Regions from separate parts of the Mus musculus genome. Here regions 1 and 2 are each linked to region 3. Evidence: chromatin contacts called from public HiCAR-type and HiChIP or PLAC-seq data. All regions are on one chromosome and are shown on one strand. The core of a region is the stretch at or near the end of the contact, and the rest is flanking DNA. Distances in the headings are between cores, read along the strand shown.

Region 1 (4,609 bases), core at 491-2,990, 490 kb before region 3:
AGGAAGGGATATAATATAGAGATCCTATTTAGAGTTGAGCATCCTGTTGTCTCTGATTCTTTGCACATTGACCAATTGTGAGTCTCTGGTTAACCACCATGTATTATTTACCCCAAGAAGAAGATTCTCTGATAAGAGTAGAGAGATGTTGATCAATAACTAAAGGCTCTTGTCATTGCTCTTAGTTAGCCTTTCAGAACCTGACCATATGATACTACAAAGACCATGGAGAAATCAAGCCAGTACTGCCATGGACGTTCCATCCCTCCTGGCTGGCTGGCTTCCACAGTGATTGGCGGTGCTATGTGCACTGCCAGTAAAAAGTAATCAACAGTCTTACCCAGATTTGACCCCTGCAGCTACAATAACTACTGGACTGGCAAGAAAACCCATTGAAGCGATAGTGGCAGGAACACCATGCAGTAACCAATCACTCTGTAGTATGATTTATGGCCCATCCTTCAAGGTGGAACCCATACTGGCACTGTTATTAGACCAGAAGAATCCCTTAGTCCCCAGAGTTCCCAGGCAGCCTCAGGAATAAACTGAGAACAGCAAAAGTCCACCTTTTACCATTCTGTATACATAGAAAGCTAGTCGTCAAGTAATTAATACTTTTTATTGGCATAGATTATAGTTTAAAGGGTTTAATAAGCAAGAGGCTACAGAATTGGTTCGATATATAGAATGTTGTTTTAAATTAGCTTACTGCAATTATTAAATTTGAGTCATAAAAATATTCCAATGAGACTTAAGAGGTACAATGTGCAATACTATAGCACCATTTGCTTACACTTAGTATCTGAGCAAGAACAGACAATGCTGTCCCCAAAGCTGCTGATGGACTGTGGTAGTGTAGTTAGCATATTCAGGAAGATCTGAATTCTATACTCCAGAGCAATGGATCAGTCACACCGTCTCCTCATTTAATGCACCTTGCATTGTGGACTGGGGGAGGGGAGGGGAGGGTAAGCGGGGGAGACTGGCCCAGTGGGTAAGAGTGCCTGTGTAAGTGTAAGACTTGAGTTGGGGTTCTTAGCTTCAATGTGAAAAGACATGTGTGGCCACATGTTCCTGTCACACCAGTGCTGGGTAGAAAGGAAGGTGGAGCAGAATTGTTGAGGATTGTGTCAATCCTAACAAAAATCACAGTATTTTCTGTGTTCAGTGAGAAACCCTGTGTTAAAGGAACAGAACAGAGAGACTTATGGGAAGGACACAAAACATTCTCCTCTGGCCTCCATGGGTGTGCAGAGGTATGCACAAGTGCACACACATGTATATATACCTCGCTCCCTCTCCCTTTCCCTTTCTACCCCCCCCCCACATACACACACACACACACACACACACACTGTATTAAGAATATACCAGAAAATAAGTTACAAGGATCTTACTCCATAGTCTCTACTGGTAATTATATAAATTGTGCTATATAATGGAAAAATATGCACTTTCCCTTTGTTTTCCATCTCCAAATATTCTATAGTGTTGTTAGTTATATCAGTTTTTGGTTGCCAACTGGGATTTAAGAAGCATTTAAACATTGTGTGCATCAACAGCTGATGAAAGCCAGTCTGAAACTCAGACAAGTCTGTGAGTACATTCTTGTCCTAGCGACTCAAGAACTAGCTGAAGGTAAATATAAGTGTAGGGTGCCTGTTCTGATTGGACAGCTCTGTATTTACAGGCCATAGCTAGTACAGGGCTGCCCACGTCCTGACCCTCGTGATTTACCCTTTGTTTAGTTTCTGTCTTGGAGGAAGCGGAGTTGTGATTCTTACTAGTATAATGTCAAAGAGGGAACACAATGTACAAAGACAAGAGCAAACAGCTTTCTCTTAGGATCTAAAAATAGTCTAGCAAGGCTGACGCTTTGACCAGGAAGTGGGAGGTGACACGTGAAAAGTTATAAGAGTCACTGGGGGCATTGTAAAGTCATGTGAAGACATCTGAACCATCCAGAGTTATTAGTGACCCAAGGTTCTATGCAGGGCAGCATGGTCATGTCTGTGTTAGGGCATTCTGGATGGTATAGAGAGCAGGTCATGGGCTATCTGTGGAGAAAGAACAGATGTAACTCTGTGTGTGTGTGTGTGTGTGTGTGTGTGTGTGTGTGTGTGTGTATAGTTGTTTAGGCATAGAGGTCTATTGGGGAAGGGTAATTCAAGAAAATGTTTGGTAGTCTGAATGAATGTGGCCATTAGGATATTCAGAAACAAAGATTTTCAAAAGACATTTAGGAAGGTCAGAGTGACAACATGAGGAGCACACTGAATCTGAAAGATGAGCGTGGGGAACCAACCACCATAATACATGTCCCTGCGTGCAGACAGTGGGACAGGGTTGCCAGCCTCATCTGTACTACTGAAACTACTGGTGTCTCTCTTACTCGGCATAAGTAAGAGTTTGAATTTTATTCAAAAACAAAAATAATCATAACACCTGCTTTCTTCATACAGTTTCTGTAAACATTGATCCTATAATCCTGGAGCAGTTGTTGTAGTGCCTAGTGCCATAAAGAGAACTGGAGGTCCATAGTCTTTCAGTTTCTCAGTACAACCTGCTTATTTTAACTTAGTTCTCCTCCCATTGTGACTAGGAACAAGATGCATGGCTTAAGGACGACGGTTAATGTGACTGATCACTCTGTATATAGATATACAGACACTTATAAAAATCAGTAGAGACACTAGCAATTTTTTCTTGAAAAACAAATTAATTAGTAACTATGGCAAGTCTATAACCAAACCATAGGGCTAGAAAAGACCTTAAAAGGTCAAGTTAAGAGTCTTCACACATTGTCTCTGCTCCTTTTGTTTCCAAAGCACTGCTTCCTAAAGTAAGCTGCAGTGTGGGACCTCCTGGAGGCTGTCTTAACCAGCCCAGCGTGCTCCTCCTCCGTCTCTGGCTGGCTGCATCTGCCAAGCCTGAGCGCCTGCCCTTCTAGGTTGTGCTTTGACACTGTTGCCGTGAATCAGGACACCACACTTGGACAGCCACCTGTCCTAAGACAGAGACACTGCCAACTCTCATTGTTCTGTTCCCTCATTTAATGTCCTTATGTTTGGGACTTCTCAAACATGGATGGTTGCAAAACAGACCAGTGAAGACACTGGGGGAAGATCACGTCCCACCAGCATCATTATCAATATGATTTAAAATGGCATTCTGTGACTGACAGTCTCTAATGGTAAAATAATGAATCACCTTTTCAGTTGACTGACTTGAGCTTTACCCGAAGCTCACTTTTATGGCTGTGGTACATTTAGTCGTCTGCTGCATGGACAGCAGGAACAGGAGCTCTGTCCTGTACTGATAGTCAAAAAACAGTCGTAAAAGTCACTCCATGTTTTCTGCTTGTTGTGATCACTTGGCTCGGGCAACTCCATGTAAGTGAGGAAGCCACCCCCGCCTCCTCCCCAGGTGACAGTGTCACCTAGCCTGGCACTGCTCACCTCTAGGAGCCCTGGTTTTCCCTGGGAAGTGGTGAAAAGCTGCCCTGGGTGGCCACCATTTGTGGGATGGCAGTGAGCAGCCGTGGAGTTCCACGTCACTGCAGACTCTCTGCACTGCCAGCTTTATTCAGGACTGATGTAGAAGGCACATATCATGTTTCATCGGTCAAGAAGGAATAGAAATGTTTTAAGATTCCTCAAGTCACAGGAATATAATTCTGGATTTTATACATGCTAAAAAAAACTGTACAAATTAAAATAGAATACACAACTAAACTCCTTTCCAAATGTGGGAAAATCAGGTCTTTCATTCTCGTGTCTAGAATAAATGAGCTCAAACGTATCATACACTCTATATTCAGCTATGATCAAATGACAAATAAAGATCCAATTTCATAGTTTTCTTTTAAAACTTTTAAAATATCACAAACTTTTTTAAAAAAAAAATCACATTGAGTCTTTCAGCATAACAGAAAGAGTTTAAAAATAACTTTTCTTAATTTTAATTGAATGAATTTCATTCATTTGCTGATGAGAATGGATGGTCATCTCACTGGCTGCTGTTTCACTCCAGCCTTTAAGGAACCGAGTGTTAGATCAGTGAAACAAGTTAGATGGGCTTGCAGAATTGAGGTATAGTGTGGGTTTAAGCAGCAGCAGACTCGAGTGTTTAGATAGTTAGCGTGTCCGGAGGGGTCAGAAGCAGTAACAGTGAGAGCTCAGTGGGAGCTCTGTAGCTGTGGCTCAAGGAACCAAGGAACTGGGGAAATCCCACTGTGGAAACAGCACTGAGAAGGCCTTGAAGAATATAAAGCTGGTTTTGTTTTGTTTTGTTTTGTTTTGTTTTGTTTTAATGTGCCTAAAAGGACATGACAGGCTGTTGTTATGAGACACTGGGCTTATTAAATCTGGTCAAAGTAGAGGGCTGTTTTAATAAATTATTGAAGGTAAATATTGAAATGCAAGTTACAGAGAAGTTATGGGGCCTTTGGAAGTTTTCTGGTTACAGCAAACGCTAAGCTATGGATGATGAAAGTGATAAATGTTATTTACCAAGCAGCATAGGCTGCATTTGTTAAAATGTTTACTTAGGTCACCTGACCGTTCCATTATCTCCAGTTCATACGTGGCAGTGCAGCTTCCGTGGGTGA
Region 2 (4,326 bases), core at 1,695-4,194, 270 kb before region 3:
AGATACCTGGGGGGGGGGGCACCTGCTCAGAGGAGAAATGAATGGGGAATGAGGGAGAGAGTGGGGAGAGGGTGACCAGGAGGGAGGCAGTGAGCAAGATGTAAAGTGAATAAATAAAAAAAAATTATATTAAATTAAATTAAATAAAAAAAAGAAATCATGGTTGAAAACATATGATTTTGCATTTTATGTGTCAGTGTGAATAACTGAAGTTCACTTATATTCTCGAGATAGGTAATGAACCATGAATTACACTGAGATTGTTACAATACCCTGCAGTTGTGCTTTCTCCTCTATGTGGTCCAGTCCCCATCATGGAGGCCTTTACTGGCCAGTCATAACACAAGAGATTCTGGTTTTGTTTGTTTTTCATACACTCGACTTTAGCAAGGCATAATTTTCTCATATTAGCAGAACTCTGAAACAAAATCACAGAATTAATCCACCAGAGGTCACACACTTCCAGATAAAATGTGTTTACTTCCAGATAAATGTCCTATAATATACATTTTTTACATCACTAACATGTGTTCACTGACAATCCTTTGTAAACTCCTTCATGGTCAACCCTAAGCTTTCTACCTGTCTAGCTCATGCAGTGTGTAGATCATGGTTTACATCTGATCATAACATGCTTATGGTAGAGGGAGTGATCAACCTTGGGTTTGTAAGCATCATCAGCAGGGCATTTTCCTGGTCCTCCTGTTCAGGTGATAGGAAGGAAGAATGAGCCCTCAGGAGACAGGACTGGGGTCAGGAAGCAAACTGAGCCAATCTTGGACAGAGAAATCTTTTGGAGACAGGTTACAAGAGAAGGAACTGGGGGCCAAGCTGGTTTGAATACAGAGGAGGGAATGCTGGAACTGGGCAAAGCAGAGAGGGCATGAGACGATTCTGCTTTGGGCAAAACTGGACAAAGCAGTGGTGGGAGTTCATGATACTGTGGAGGAAGGCAGGGATAATGGATTTGGGAGCTGGAGAGGGAGTAGATGCCCCTCAACAGAGGAATAGGTACAGAAAATGTGGTACATCTACACAATGGAGTACTACTCAGCTATTAAAAAGAATGAATTTATGAAATTCCTAGCCAAATCGATGGACCTGGAGTGCATCATCCTGAGTGAGGTAACACATTCACAAAGGAACTCACACAATATGTACTCACTGATAAGTAGATATTAGCCCAAAACCTAGGATACCCAAGATATATATTGCTAAACACATGAAACTCAAGAAGAATGAAGACTGAAGTGTGGACACTATGCCCCTCCTTAGAAATGGAAACAAAACACCCATGGAAGGAGTTAGAGAGACAAAGTTTGGAGCTGAGACGAAAGGATGGACCATCTAGAGACTGCCATATCCAGGGATCCACCCCATAATCAGCTTCCAAACGCTGATACCATTGCATACACTAGCAAGATTTTATCGAAAGGACCCAGATGTAGCTGTCTCTTGTGAGACTATGCCGGGGCCTAGCAAACACAGAAGTGGATGCTCACAGTCAGCTAATGGATGGATCACAGGGCTCCCAATGGAGGAGCTAGAGAAAGTACCCAAGGAGCTAAAGGGATCTGCAACCCTATAGGTGGAACAACATTATGAACTAACCAGTACCCCGGAGCTCTTGACTCTAGCTGCATATGTATCAAAAGATGGCCTAGTCGGCCATCACTGGAAAGAGAGGCCCATTGGACATGCAAACTGTATATGCCCCAGTACAGGGGAACGCCAGGGCCAAAAAAAAAAAAAAAAAAAAAGGGAATGAGTGGGTGGGGGGGGGGTAATGGGGAACTTTTGGGATAGCATTGGAAATGTAATTGAGGAAAATATGTAATAAAAATAAATAAATATAAAAAAAGGAAGTTTGCACAGACAAGAGGAGAGACACAGAGGAAAGCAGACTTCTAGGAGCCTTTCCTGTAGTCTTTATCATTGACCACTACCCATATCTGCCTCTATCAGAGCAGGACCTCTGACAAATGCATATAATCAAATATGTTTTTTTTTATATCTGCTTCTGGTATTTGTTTGTTCTCATTTAACCTCTCTCTGTTTCTGACTCTGTCTCTGTCTCTCTGACTCCTCTGTCTCTGTCGACTCTCTCTCTCCCCCTCTCTATCTCTCTCTCTTGCTCTCTCTTTATTTTCACAGATTGCAAAGAGCAATTACTCTAATTCAAACCATCACAGTCACAGATTCATTAAAGCCAAAATAAAGACATGACTTGTTAAACAAAGTCTATGAGAACCAGTGGCACAAATAAGTGATATATAATTGGTTCTTTTTTTTTTTTTTTTTTTTTTGTAACAGAGATAAAGAAAAGTGGAGAGGGAAGGAGGACAATTTGTAGAAAAATGTCTGGAATGAATGAATGAATGAATGAATGAACTCCCCCTGGGCAGAAGCAGGATGTAGTTCTCACTTTAAATAATTCTGGAAGGCCGGTATGTTATTGCTGTCAGTTCTAAGGCAGCAGAGTCCTAGAGTGGTAAAATGATTTCTTCAAGGTCATTTAGCTCTGGGGAAGCCAGAGATCAAGGAAGGTACCTCTCACTCCCAACATTCCTTGTGCTTCTGCCTCAGGAAACCCATCCTTCTGATATCACTGGTGGCTTCCTGCTCCCTCGTGCTTCCTGATATCCTTTTGGATGTTGATGAAAAGCCAAGTCATCAATGTGGTCTTACAGATGTACTCTAGGGCATTCTGTCTGCCCCCCCTTTTTTTCTTGATTCATTTCCCTCATTGCTTTAATACCACAAATGGGACCAAGGAAAAGAACAACCATTTTTGGGTTAATACTGAGATCCAGCCTAGTTATTTAGATGTTCTAAATGCATGGTTGGCTGCTTCTTGCCGCAGCTGGATTGAATTCCCATGTGCATGGAGTTGGAGAAGTACTGACGCACCTCACTTCTCCGCGTGACTCTGGATGCTTGCTTTCAGCAGGAGGTCATTTTCAGAAACTTCGTGGGGACCAGGAAACAGCACTCCAGTTCCCCAAGTTGGCAAGGCCAGAAGTTGTAACCTTCAGGGAGGATGCCAAGCATTGTTGAGGTTTCTGTGTCGATCCAACAGGCTGTTGACTCACGAGGTCCAAATCTTTCCGGTCTCAGGAAAGACAAGTGATCCTTGGCTGAAGTCAACACACCAACCCCCACCAAGAAGTTACTCAGAATATCATTTTGAAAGCTTACTGTGGTTATAAGAGAAAAGTGAAGCATGGAGACGACATTGTATGTGGAAGCTAAGGCTATACAAAGTCATCAGGAATGCATATTTTATTTGTTCACTCCTTGAGCAACACTGAGAGGAAATGGGTACCTGCTAGGAGAGACACTTAGCCAGAGGTAGACTTCTATTTCTGTGGGTTCTCAGTGGCCAGTCTGGCTTGATGGTTTTTTCTCTTTTGGGATGATTTTTATTACTTTTGGGTATATATCCTTGAATTAGCTGAGCATGGACTCTATGCCAGGCTCCGTGAAGAAACTTCAAGCATAGTGTCGAGCAGAAACAAACATGCTTTTTTATATGTTAAGACTCTTGCAACCTAAAAAAGGAAAGACAGACAGAATAATAAAAATATGGAGGTTCTAATGGTAAGCAATTTGAAGAAAATACAAACAAAACTTGAGAGTTTTAACATGGATTAAATCTAGTCTTAAGAGTTGGGGGTAGATGTACCTGGGAAGTAATGCTTTGGTTGAGATTTGGACAGCATGGACCCCTTCCTGGTCCTTAGGGACTGGTGATGGCTTAAGATGAAGATTTGGCAAACCATTTGGGAGTGAGCAGATATTAACATAATCATGCTGAGCAAGCCTCGCAGTTCTGACTGACGATAACATAACGCTCTGGCTAAGAGAGGAGAAAGCCCACACTTGCACAGATGCATCCTCATTCGAGTGGTACCCACGGCCTTTCTCCAGATCATCCCCACATGATGTGCCTTCTACATTTTACAGTATCAGTCCCTCTGGTGCTTCATCTTTAACCACTGCCAGGCTGTTTCCAGCCTTCACTTTCTTCCTTTGCCCCATGGTCTCTGCTCACCCCATACTACTCTGACTCCCTCCGTGTCTTTGTCCTTCTTCCCTCTGTCGCTGGCTCATGGATGTGGCTTACAAGTACTAACAGAATCCTGAGTTCAACTGTGGCCACTGGAAATAGAGACGAGAACTTTCAGAGTCCAGCACTTCTACTGTTACATTGAGAAGTACACCATAGAGCATCGTTCAATGGCAATCCCTCCATCTCCACACTACACACTAAGTCTGGGTGAAGCCGGATCACTTTTAAGATGAGAGTTAACCAAAATCTATTCT
Region 3 (4,692 bases), core at 711-3,210:
TATCTCATAAAAGTAAGTTAATATAAGAATACTCATTTTTGTGAATAACCATCTTGATGATAAGAAACAAAATAATCTTGTTCTGGCCACTCAAAAGGTTTGAGAAGCTTCATCGTGTAATACCAGGTTATAGGCACTCCAAAATCCTGTCTGCTGGGTGGTACTTAGGTACTAGAGTCACAAGTCATAAATTCTCTAGAATAATAATTCTGTCCCTAGTTGGGGAGAGGGGCAGGGGACGTCCTCTTGGAGACAGTGGGGAGGAGGAATGGGATGAGGAACTATGGGATGGCAGACTGGGAGGGAGGCAATGACTGGACTATGAAATTATGAAAGTATTTAAAAAATTCACATATATTTTCTGAATTGTATTTAGTACTCATCATCAAGAATATTTATTTTTTTAAAAATTCTGTCTCATCTTACTTTTTAAAAGATTTCATTTTAAAAAAAATATTGTTTTGAAAGGAATCTTTATCCATAATTCTTATAAAGCCATACAAATAAGAGTGGTAGGTTGTAGATGTAAAAGTAGATATATGAATATTTTTAATCAGTATTACTGGAGAAATAAAATATAACAAAAACATATGAACAATACACATTTTTATTTACCTGTTAAATACTGGAAGATATTCATATTTTAAAGTAAACTTTAAAACTATTTCTTCATTGAAAAAATACTTCTTTTATTTTATATATATGAACATTTTGACTGTATGTATGTCTGGATACAACTGTATGTGTCTGGTACCCAAGAAGATCAGAAGAAAGTGTCAGATTCCCTGGAAATGGAATTATAAATGGAAATAGAATTCCCTGGAAATGGAATTATAGACAGTTGTGAGCTTCTGTGTCGGTGCTGAGGTTCAAACCGAGGTCATCTGGAAGAGCAGCAGGTGCACTTAACCACGGAGTCATCTCTCCTGGCCCAATATTTTATTTATTTTTAATTCTATCTATCTATCTGTCTATCTATCCATCCATCTAACTCAATCTCTCTCTCTCTCTCTCTCTCTCTCTCTCTCTCTCTCTCTCTCTCTGTGTGTGTGTGTGTGTGTGTGTGTGTGTGTATGTGTGTGTGTGCATGCACATGTGTGTCTACACATAGTTGTAGGCACCCAAAGAGGCCAAAGGAAGGCATCAGATTCCCTAGATCTGGAGTTGCAGGCTGTTGTGAGCTGGGTGGTTGGAACAGCAAAGGTGAAGAAATCCCATGATCCTGTCTGTTATCCTCAGAAATCCCCCCAGTCTTTCATGTTCCCACTTAGCCAACCCAAAGGAGACCCTGGCCTCTGGTGGCCTAGATAGTCAAAGACAGCTATGTTCCCCATGGCTTCTCTCAGTGGCAGTCACACCTCCTGCTTAGTGGAATGGCGGGTTCCACTTTGGCCCAGTTTATTGCTAATGTGCTATTACATTAACTCTTTCATAGACTCAGTAAGCTTTCTCCTGAGCTTTTCCAGAGGTGTAGGAAAATGTGGGCCTCCACACACCGCCTCCCATAGAAGGTGTAATGAGCAATGACCAGTTTTCTGCAATATCAGTGGGGACCAAATGAGCACGGTAGAATCTGCTGTTCACTCCCGAGCTTCCGTCCTCCTGCTTTCGATCCTCCCTCTGCCCTCTGGAGCCACACCCATGCCCTGGCTCTCCACTCAGGGTCTGGCACTCTCAGGCACGCACAGCATGCCAGAGACAGCAGGAAACCCCCTCTGGCATATGGGTTCAATCCTTCATTCTTAGAATGGCTTCCAACGGCCTTCACCCTCCACCCTGTAGTGGAGAGCAAGATTGTCTCTTGGAAGGATTTTTCTGCATGTGTGAATGGAATGGAAGATGACTGATGGCTTGGTGAATTGTGCACTGAACTCTGACTTTTAGGCACTAAATATAGACAGCGCACATGCTGGACAAGCTAAATATAGTAGCAGTGTTGGCAAGAAGGGGTGAGGGAGACTCCCAGGACAGACTGGATGGAGGCTGAGCGGTAAACCCACAGCCACTCCCAGCTGTGGTTAATTTATCACCCCTGCTGGGAAGGGGTGCGCGTCAGTTTCATCCAGGCATGATTTGTTTGTCAGAGTGTTTGTTGGGAGCCATTTTTCTGTCTACAAACAAGCACGCAGCTCAGGATGCCTTTGTCTGCCTCCAGCAAGTTAGCCTTCTCCACTGGGCTACAGCTCAGTGCTGTCCCCATTGGGGGTGACTTTGGATCTCCTAGTGAGTTATTTCTAATTCCATCCCACACTGCCCCAGATCTTTCTTGTTTAGTTAGATAAGATGGCTCTAATTATTGAGGCTGAAGGTCAGAATGAGAATGGATCGCTAGGGCTGCCAAACTGTATGCCCCGAAGCGCACTTTCTGGTTCAAGAACACAACTCCTTCCCCCACCCTACCCCCTTGCCCCTCCCGCCGTCCACTCTGAAAAAAGCCACTTAGCTCTTTATCTTTGCCCAAGTTAGGGCCAACGGCTAGAGAAAGTGTCCTCTGCCCCCTGCCTCTCTCCCAGCAGCATGAGAAGACAGCATTAGGGCAGCATTAGAACTCTCTTGGAAGAAGGTTCCCTTTCAGAACGCAAAATGTCTGTCAGCCCTCTCTACCAGTACTGCCACCCCCAAGAAGCCACCGTGGACAGGGAAGGCCTGATAAGCATTCATTTACAATTTTCCCTTCATTAGCAAGAAGCCTGCTTCTCTCCTGGGGTGAGACAGAGATAGCTCATCTGCATTTTGATTGCTGTGTTAGGATAATGACAACCGAAAATAGGCTCTGAACTCCCTCTATGACCAGTTTCCATTAATTAGATTTAATTGTGTGACCCAAGCAGGGAAAAGAGATCTCCTTGCCTGTCCATGCATAAATCATATCTGATTTATCCCACTGTGTTTTCTTTTATGTCTCATCACACCTCCCAGTGCTGGAACCCAGGAGCCCGCCTGCCCTCCCCCACCCCTCCCCTCCAGCCTGCCCTCTCCCACCCCTCCCCTCCAGCCTTCCCAGTGGTGACTGAGATACTAGCCTGCCTTATCTCAAAACAAGGAAGTTTGCTCACAATGCTATCATGCCCATGAGTCTGTAAGTGACACTCTCGGTTGGCTATGGCTTGGTTTTTCTTAAAGCTAGGAGAAAACCCATCCCTAAGGGTCTTAATTGGTCTAATTCTCAGCAGTCATAACTATGGTCAAAGCAGAATGCAAAGTCACAATTTTCTGCCGATCCATGACAGAGACAGAAGATGTGAATATAAATACAAGATGGAGAGAATACATTGGCATGAGTACAGCTCAGTATCTTCATGATGGAGACTGAATATGTTAGATACGTTAGGATGACTCAGGGGTCTAAGGCAGTCAGGAATCAGAGGCAAGTCAGTGCATCTCTGAGTCCGAAGCCAGCATGAGTTCTAAGACAGCCAGAGCTACAGAGAAATCCTGTCTTTAAAAAAATAAAAATAAAATAATGACAAAACAAATGGTGTTTGTCTGTCTCTTTGTCTGGTACAGATTTGATTTTTACCTTGTGAAAATAAAAAAATGCAATCTCAAACATTGTGTTTTATTCCACTATAGAGTAGTGTGTGTGTGTGTGTGTGTGTGTGTGTGTGTGTGCAATCTCATAATTCTGCTTTGAATTTGAACTCATTTGGCCTCCTACTTATTCTCTAATTATTTAATGGGTTATGTAAAATCTCTGTCATGTAGTCATGTTGTATTTGTATGTGAGTCATGATTTTACCTTGTTGAAAATTGTGTTTCAGCATAGAATTTCCACTTACTATTGGCAGCTGCTATATGAGTAGCTATTTGCTATAGCGACTTCAGCTCCATTTTCTTAAAAGAAAGTGCCAGAAAAAGATAAAGGTCATTTGGCAGGCTAGGCAGTGGGTGGTAAATCAAGCCCCTTGCCCAATACCAAGGAGGCCAGGGCTATGAGAGAGAGAGAGAGAGAGAGAGAGAGAGAGAGAGAGAGAGAGAGAGAGAGAGAGAGAAAACGTAACTATATTGATTTGGATAAATACTGAGGTGTATGGATAGATAGCCTTTGCCCTACTGAGAACATCATCAGATTTGCGGAGAACAGATGAAATAATCCACACATTGATCCTCTCCAACAGAAAAGCAGAATCAGGGGAAGAGGTAATAGGTGTGCGAATTTACAGAAAAACGCAAGCAGTTCCCCCTCAAGGGCTTCAGGTGCCCTGTTCAACTGAAGCTTTATTATCCGGACTTGTCCTATTTCTTGTCGCTATACTCAAAACCCTAGAGGGCAGCAGCGCGCCCAGAAGGACCTAGCCCAGTTCCTCCTGCAGAATGAACTCAGCGAGTCCTCAATCATCTCGCATCCTGTACACCCGACTCATTGTCAAGCAAACCCCAATAAGGCAGTCGCCCACCTACCCCACCCCCCATTCCCATGCCTCGGCACTGCGGGATTAGGGCTCTGGGCTCCATCACTGTCCTGGTGGACGCCTGCAGCAGGCTCCCCCAGACTCTGCACTGCAGCATTGCAGCAGCGCCTGCAGCTCCTTGTGCTGGGTGGGAGCTCTGCACTGCGCCGCCGCCGCCGCCGCTGCCACCCCCGCAGCTCTGCGCAGCCTCTGAGCCGCAGTTTACATAAGCCTGGCACTCACAGCAGTGAGCTCACCTTCTCTGGGATCTGGATGCAAACTCCCTGAGAGACAGTAAAAG

The links. HiCAR-type assays count read pairs that join an accessible place to other places. HiChIP or PLAC-seq counts read pairs in DNA pulled down with a chosen protein or histone mark.
Region 1: an H3K27ac HiChIP or PLAC-seq map of heart atrium shows a contact between it and region 3, with 8 read pairs. The contact joins two enhancer-like sites. A contact is called at or near these places in 2 of 15 datasets of contacts at CTCF or cohesin (the NIH/3T3 cell line and large pre-B cells), 5 of 484 Hi-C or Micro-C datasets (cerebral cortex, cortical neurons, embryonic stem cells and 2 more), 8 of 115 datasets of contacts at active chromatin or transcription factors (the NIH/3T3 cell line, embryonic basal ganglia, embryonic forebrain and 5 more) and 1 of 9 other capture datasets (embryonic stem cells).
Region 2: a HiCAR-type map of kidney shows a contact between it and region 3, with 2.5 times the contacts expected there. The contact joins two enhancer-like sites. A contact is called at or near these places in 1 of 15 datasets of contacts at CTCF or cohesin (large pre-B cells), 9 of 484 Hi-C or Micro-C datasets (the C3H10T1/2 cell line, adipose-derived mesenchymal stem cells, embryonic fibroblasts and 5 more), 6 of 115 datasets of contacts at active chromatin or transcription factors (the 230-238 cell line, fibro-adipogenic progenitors, forebrain and 3 more) and 1 of 9 other capture datasets (embryonic stem cells).

What each region holds. Positions count from the first base shown.
Region 1 is chr1:164,403,766-164,408,374 of GRCm38.p6, forward strand. The region is part of intron 13 of Nme7 (NME/NM23 family member 7); the gene reads left to right. Among named protein-coding and RNA genes, the nearest start is that of Gm39690, 13 kb to the right of the region's middle. Within about 2 kb of position 1,741, at least 47 of the 459 cell types and tissues checked have an H3K27ac peak or open chromatin away from gene starts, as enhancers often do. A contact at or near this core is called in heart atrium, where this site is marked.
Region 2 is chr1:164,626,052-164,630,377 of GRCm38.p6, forward strand. No RefSeq gene overlaps it. Among named protein-coding and RNA genes, the nearest start is that of Gm26685, 120 kb to the left of the region's middle. Within about 2 kb of position 2,945, at least 39 of the 459 cell types and tissues checked have an H3K27ac peak or open chromatin away from gene starts, as enhancers often do. A contact at or near this core is called in kidney and muscle stem cells, where this site is marked.
Region 3 is chr1:164,894,646-164,899,337 of GRCm38.p6, forward strand. The region is part of intron 1 of Gm32652 (a long non-coding RNA gene); the gene reads right to left. Among named protein-coding and RNA genes, the nearest start is that of Gm32652, 2.7 kb to the right of the region's middle. Within about 2 kb of position 1,961, at least 41 of the 459 cell types and tissues checked have an H3K27ac peak or open chromatin away from gene starts, as enhancers often do. A contact at or near this core is called in heart atrium, kidney and muscle stem cells, where this site is marked.